Linked DNA regions of Ovis aries: region 1 is linked to region 2. Evidence: chromatin contacts called from public Hi-C data. All regions are on one chromosome and are shown on one strand. Each heading gives the region's core, a stretch centred on a gene start, on an enhancer-like site or on the middle of the called end of the contact. The rest is flanking DNA. Distances are from core to core; before and after follow the strand shown. Region 1 holds the start of CENPO (centromere protein O). Region 2 holds the start of NCOA1 (nuclear receptor coactivator 1).

Region 1 (3,089 bases), core at 550-3,049, 240 kb before region 2:
AATCATCTAAATATAGCTAATCTCAGTTATCTGTGATAATAGTGACCCAGAGGAAAACAGGGTCAGAAAAAGTTTTTTTTTTTTAATTGGGTTTTACACACCTTTTCCCAAAGTGGTAATGTGTAACTGTTTGGATTTAGACATCCATAAAGACTTGAGTGAGTATTCTGAAGCCCTGAAAAGTATCAGGAGCATAGAACTATAAAAGCACACACTAAAAGGAACTGTCCACCAAAATTAAACAAGAAAACAAGCTCACCAACAGACAGAAACTCTGGCAATCTCACTTTCCAAGAGACTAAAGACCAATATAGTTGAGGTCCTAGTTTTAAAATGCTAATCAACTCTGGCAATGAAGCATCTGCGAACATTTCCTACATATTAAGACACTTACACTAGATCCTTTACTTGCAAAGCATGTAAAGAATTGAAGCGTTTGTATCTCCTATACATTATGCATCTGCTAAATGCCTCGATGAAAAGCAGCAAAACAATTACTTACCTAAGTTCCACAACCACCACGACAATATTATTTCCTCCATTTTTTCAGATGAAGCAATCAAGGCAGAGAAAAGTGAAATAACTTGGCCAAGGCCACAATATTTATAATGACACTGCCAGACTCAAACCCAGGTCTAACCAACATCGGTCACTGCCTGGCAAGGCCCCTTCCACTGGAGTAATGCGGGAAATGGCCCCCCAAAAGTTCTGAGAAGAAAAGAAGGCTCATTGGCTAGAACTGCAGCTCTGAATACGAACATTTGTATACTATTGCATGCAACCTACTGGTCGAAAAAGGGAAAAGAGCTTAGAAATAAAAGTCATTTTTCCTGCTCCAATGATCTCAGCTGCCTTTAAGTCTTCCATGTTAGTTTTGTTCATCATCCTACTCCCAAACTTCGGGTTAGAGGAGAAACGGGCTTTCAGCCTGAGAATTATTTTGAGGAGCAGTAGTTAAATGTGAACCTTTGAATACCTCCGCGAGACTCGCCGTCTTGTCTTAACGTATTTGCCAGCTCCATCTCCTCCTCAGATTTTCAAAGGCCTTCCTAGAAAAGTTGTCCATGCACCAGTAACTGAGTTATCCTTGCGGGCAAAAGAAAATGGCAAGAACGTATTCACACTCACGACAAACCCACAGGGCCAGCTCACACAACGCAGACACGCACCCCTGAGCCCCGACACCCCAAGCGTATTCGCTAGGATGCCCCTTCCCTGACCCGCCCGGCCCATCCCCAGGTGCGAGTCGGTGTCTACCTCCCGGTCCCTGCGCGCTGCCCCGGCACCACGCCTCTGGATCCCCTCTCTGGGTTTCCTCGCACACGGAAGGGGCTGCTAAGAGGCCTCTCAGCCTTCCACCCTGGTCAGAGCCCCGTCCGCCACTGGGTCTGGCTTTCCCTTTATTACCTCTCCTCTTGCTCACTCTAGCCAAGGCTAAGAATTCCCGCCATCCTCGGCTACAAAAATCAAGCCGAGTCCCAGCGTGCTTTGCGCTCCCGCCGTACAAAAACATGGCGGCGCTCAGGGCCCCTCCCTGATCCCGGCATGCACCGCGGGATAGGCCCGGCCTTTCAGCTGAGCAGGAAGATGGCGGCCTCTGGCGGAGAACCGCAGATCCTAGTACAGTACTTGGTGTTACGAAAGGATCTATCACAGCCTCCGTTTTCCTGGCCAGCAGGCGCAGTGGTCGCACAGGCCTGTCACGCAGCCACCGCGGCCTTGCACCTTCACCGCGACCATCCGCACACAGCCGCTTACCTCCGTGAGCTTGAGCGCATGCGCAAGGTGGTCCTCGAGGTGAGGCACTAGGAAGAGGGGGTGGGACCTTGAGAACGTTGGGTCGGAAGTGGGTGTAGTTTTGAGTCCAGGCGCCTAACTTCACGGAGTGGGTGTGGCATTAGTGTGTATGTATGTTGGCGGGGGGGGGGGGGGGCGCATAGCATCATGGGGTGGGTGTGGCGTGTGTGTGTTTGTGTGGAAACGGTTCTGGGGCTTGAGCTACTGCCCAGCGAGCCTTAGCTAGACGGGGCGGGGCCTGACGGTGTGAAGAGTGGACACCCGGCCGGTTATAAATGCTTTCCGCGCCGCTCCGGTCTCACCTGCGTCCCTCTTAAATAGATGCCTGTGAGGGCGGAGGGGTTTCTACCTGTCTTTCTACCTGAGTGCTGTGCTGGCCTTTTAATGGCTGTGCCGAAAAGTACAGTCCTTATCCCTCTCCAGAAAACCGATTCAGAAGGGTAGGGACTCAGGGTTCCTTATTGCAAGTGAAATCAAACTGAAGCATTTACCTGGGTCTGACCCCAAAATTTGAAAATAAATGTGAACCCTAGTGTGATTTGAACGTAGCATCAGAGGTAAGGTTCTTTTTACAGGTGGCCAAACAGATCTTACCCTTACCTTCTGTCAATTCTGCCTCTAGAAATGTATCTTAAGAAAATAACAAGATGCACCCAAAGAGCTTTGCACAAAGATACTCATAGGGACGTTTTATAATAGTAAAAAATGTGGAAATCATTAAATTTCCAATACGATGAGTTGGCTAAACTTTGGCCCTGATAATGGATTATTATGAAACTAGTCTAAGTCGTGTTTTTGAAGTACATTTAGCTGGCGTGGAAGAGTGCTCATGACGTGATGCTCATTGAACTATATTCTACATACAAAATGATCCAGATTATGAAAGGAAAAACTAAATACATCCAAATATTAAACAGTGGAATTTTGTATTTTTTAGTAATGCTTCTCTCTCTCTGTTTTTACTTTTCTACATTAAGCACATATTTTATAATGAAAAAATGATTGCTTTCATTTTAAAGCAGCTTTCTTCTCATAAAATTTATCTTAATAACTGACTTGGAGGGTTGGGGTAATTCCTTCTTGACCAGCTGGCAAAAGCATTATTTTTCAAGAGAAAACTTGCTGTTGAGTGTTGAAACATCAAATAGTAACCTGCAGGGAGAAGTCCTGAGAATCTGTAAGGAAGAAAAGAAATAGATAGTCTTTCCTTTGGATTCTTTTTATAGGACTTTTATAGGAAGACTTCAAGAAATCATGTGGTTTGGACATCTCCCTCTCTCTTGCTTTTAGCA
Region 2 (3,230 bases), core at 197-2,696:
GCCGACGTGTTTGCCCCCCTACTCCCCACTTCCTACGTCCTTTCAGCGGAATCTGACGATGGGGACCAAACCCTAGACACAACAGGAAAAAAATCTCACTTATCCATCCCATTTCTGCCTTCGAAATCCCTCTGTCTGGAGACGGGAAAAGCAAGTGCGCGGGGGGTAAAACAGAAGCGCCGTCGAAGGCTGGGGCTTACGGGAACGCTCGCCACGGTCATCCCCATTTCGCAGTCCCGGCAAGCGAAGACTCGGAGAGGTTACCCGGCTTGCCAAGGTCACCGCGCTCGCCCGGGCCGAGGGGCGCCCGCGCCGACTTCCGGCTCCCCCTCTCGGCGGCGGGGAGCGCCCGCGGGCTCGGGGCGCCGCTCCCCACGCCGGGCCGGCAGCCGCGAGCCTCGCGCACCCTCCGCGGATGCTCGCCCGGACCGCGCTAACTAGGGCAACTGGGAAACACGGGCAAGCCAAAGTCGCTGCTGCAGCAGTTTCCCTCCGCGACGCAGCCCCCAGCTGGTGCCCGTGACAGCTGCGACCTCCGCCCCCTCCAGCCGCGCGAGGCCGAGGGAGAACTCGGGGAAAGTGGGAGGGGGGAAGAGCGGAGAGAAAGGAGAGCGGGGGGCGGAGGGGGCGCCAGCTGCTCCCGCCCCCTAGGGCCTCAGCGGCCGCGCGGCTCGTGACAGCTGCACCCACCGGGAGGCTCGGCGCCCGCCGTCCGCCACTCACCTGCCGCCGCCGCCTCTGGGCCGCGCTGACGGGCGCCGCGCTCGCCCGCGACCGTGGCGGCGCCGCCGCGGCCTCCGCCGCTGCTCGGGCCGGGAGCCCGCCGCCGCCGCCGCCGCGGCTCTCCGGCCCCCTCCTCCGGAGCCAGGGGGTCCCCCCTCAGGGGGGATGCAGAACGGACCCGACACAGGCTCCGCTGGACGGAGCAACAGGGAACAGGGCGGCCGAGGCGCTGGAGGCCGCGGTCCGGCCGTCTAAGGAGAAGGCTTCGAGAATCGCGTCAGACTCCCGCTCTCCTGGCCTGAAGAACAGGCATTTCAGCCGCTCTCCGCGGCCGCCATGTTCTCCTCCTCCTCCTCCTCCTCCTCCTCCTCCTCCTCCTCCTCCTCGGCTGCCGCCGCCGCCGCCGCCGCCCCCTGCTCGCGGCCCCGCCCCCTTCGCGCCCCGCCCCGCCCCGCCCCGCCGGCTCCCGGCCGCCCCGCCCCGCCCTGCCGCCCGCCGCCCGCCGCCCGCCGCCTGCCGCCCCGCCCGGCGCGCTGCCCCTGAACCCTCAACCTGGCGGAGTCTCCGCGACCCGGCGCCCGCGAGCTCCGACGGCGCGCCCGGGGCAGCCAGTTCCCGCGCCGCGGGGCGGCGGACCGAGGAGCCGCCCCGCGCCCCCTGCCGGCCGCAGGCCCGAGGGAGAGCTGCCGCGGTCCCGCCCCGGCCCGCGTCCTAACGAAGTGTGGGAAAGGAGGCCCTAACTCTTCCCCCTCCCCTCGGGGCGTTCCTTTGACTGCTGCCGGGAAGCCGCCTCGAACCCCAGGGTGCTTTCAGCTAGGCCGCCCGGCCTGCAGCCTCCGGCTGGCCCAATCCCGTCCGGGAAGGTGCGGAGCGGCGAGGGGCGCGGGATAGACCCGGGAGGAGTCGGGTCTGGCCTGTCCCTCCGCGGATTTCTTGTATTACCTCGAGCGAGCCACCTCCGAGGGCCTCGTTTTATATTCTGAAAAATTGGGAGTTGGTTGCCTGGATGATTTCACAGGCTATTAGATAAGGGAAAAGAAAGATCATCTGCTCCCTTCGTTTTACAGATGGAAAAAAAAATGTGACTGGAGCGTCTGGCTGTGCAATTCCATGAATTACCCAAAATGTCTGTCATTGACAGAGCTTTCCCCGCAAAGGGGGTCTACACCTTTTTTCTTTTCGATTCGCTTTTTAAAATTTTTATAATAGAAGTGCTACTTCCCAAAGTAGAGTGTTCCTTGTCACTGGAGAAATCAAACAGGGGCTGAACAGGCTTTATGAGCAGTGATCGCCTTATCACGTGAAAGCACCCCTCACTTCCAGAGGCTGGGATGTAATACCTATTTCTTTCCTCGGGTTGTCCCTAGAATGAATGAGTCGCTGGCTGCGGAGGTGCTTTGTAAAGCAGCTATCCTTTCCTGCACTCCTGTTTCCAGGTAGCTGTCGGCACCTCCCTCAATCCAGTCCTGCTGTTGCTGTCTCCCAGCGTTTTCTGCTGTTTCTCTCTCAGTAAAAGCAACCTCTAGAAATCCTTTTACACCCCTTCTCCTAACTGAAATCTGACTTTGCATTGAAAACACCAACCTCCTCGACACCTCTCTGAGTCAGTGAGCCATTCCTTCCAGAGGCAGGTACTCCATCCTGCGATCATTCGCTGCCGTGCCCTCGATCGGATCCTGCTCGTAAAGGAACCTTTAGCCCACACCCCACATTCATCTTAGGCTCATTTCATTCTTATTCCTGGAGCTCTAGGTGCATTTCATTAGTTCTTGCTCTCACCTGGTTTTGCAGAACATCTCGCCACCTGCAGAGTCCGCAATAATCGCTGAAAATACCCAGAGCTATGTATCTCTTATTCGCCAGGTTAATCTGCTTGTGTAGGACATACCTCCCAGTCTGGTCCAATCCAAACTGTGTGAAGTCTACAAAGGCACCGCTTGTGTAGGTAATCCTGTCTCCTGGCGGGGCTACTCTTACTGCACATTGCCAGATCCAGATTCAGTGCCCCTCCCCACCACCACCCCCATTATAGGGCCTTGCTTGATACTGCAAAGTCCTCCGTTTGGGAACTCTATTCTCCTCCCCTCCCTATCCTCTACACTATTCTCCTCTCTCTTTGCCTGTTTTCTGAACAGGCAGTTCAGAAACAGTGCTAGTCCTTCACTAGCACTCTTCTTTGCTGCTGCTTTTCCACAGACCCATATAATGTTGGTATCTTTAAGGTTTGAATTTTTTCCCCCACCTCTCCTCTCACTTAGATTGACTTGGTTTTGTTTCCACTGCTTTAATTGTTAAAAACACCTGCATCTCCTTTTCCCAGCCCCTGCCCCCCATCCCACCCACTCTGCCGCATCTTAGCTTTTAAACATCCTCAGGAAAGGCAGTGCTGAGATTTTGTTGGATGATGAATGAAACTTAACATATTATTTGTCTTGCTGTCCATGGACACTAAAGATAGGACTTTTCTAGGGTGACATTCCTTCATAAGTAAGATCCTTTGACTTTCT

Evidence for each region. Hi-C and Micro-C count contacts between places; a contact is called where the count stands out from the background.
Region 1: a Hi-C map of liver shows a contact between it and region 2, with 2.8 times the contacts expected there. The contact joins the promoter of CENPO here to the promoter of NCOA1 in region 2. A contact is called at or near these places in 3 of 16 Hi-C or Micro-C datasets (hypothalamus, liver and muscle).

Annotation. Positions count from the first base shown.
Region 1 is chr3:32,297,897-32,300,985 of ARS-UI_Ramb_v3.0, reverse strand. CENPO (centromere protein O) reads right to left here and starts at 1,799. Exons shown (of 8, transcript XM_012165894.5): 1 at 1,759-1,799; 2 at 977-1,086. The coding sequence starts at 1,022. PTRHD1 (peptidyl-tRNA hydrolase domain containing 1) reads left to right here and starts at 1,533. Exons shown (of 2, transcript XM_015094251.3): 1 at 1,533-1,797. The coding sequence starts at 1,546.
Region 2 is chr3:32,061,960-32,065,189 of ARS-UI_Ramb_v3.0, reverse strand. NCOA1 (nuclear receptor coactivator 1) reads right to left here and starts at 1,446. Exons shown (of 22, transcript XM_060411940.1): 1 at 1,276-1,446.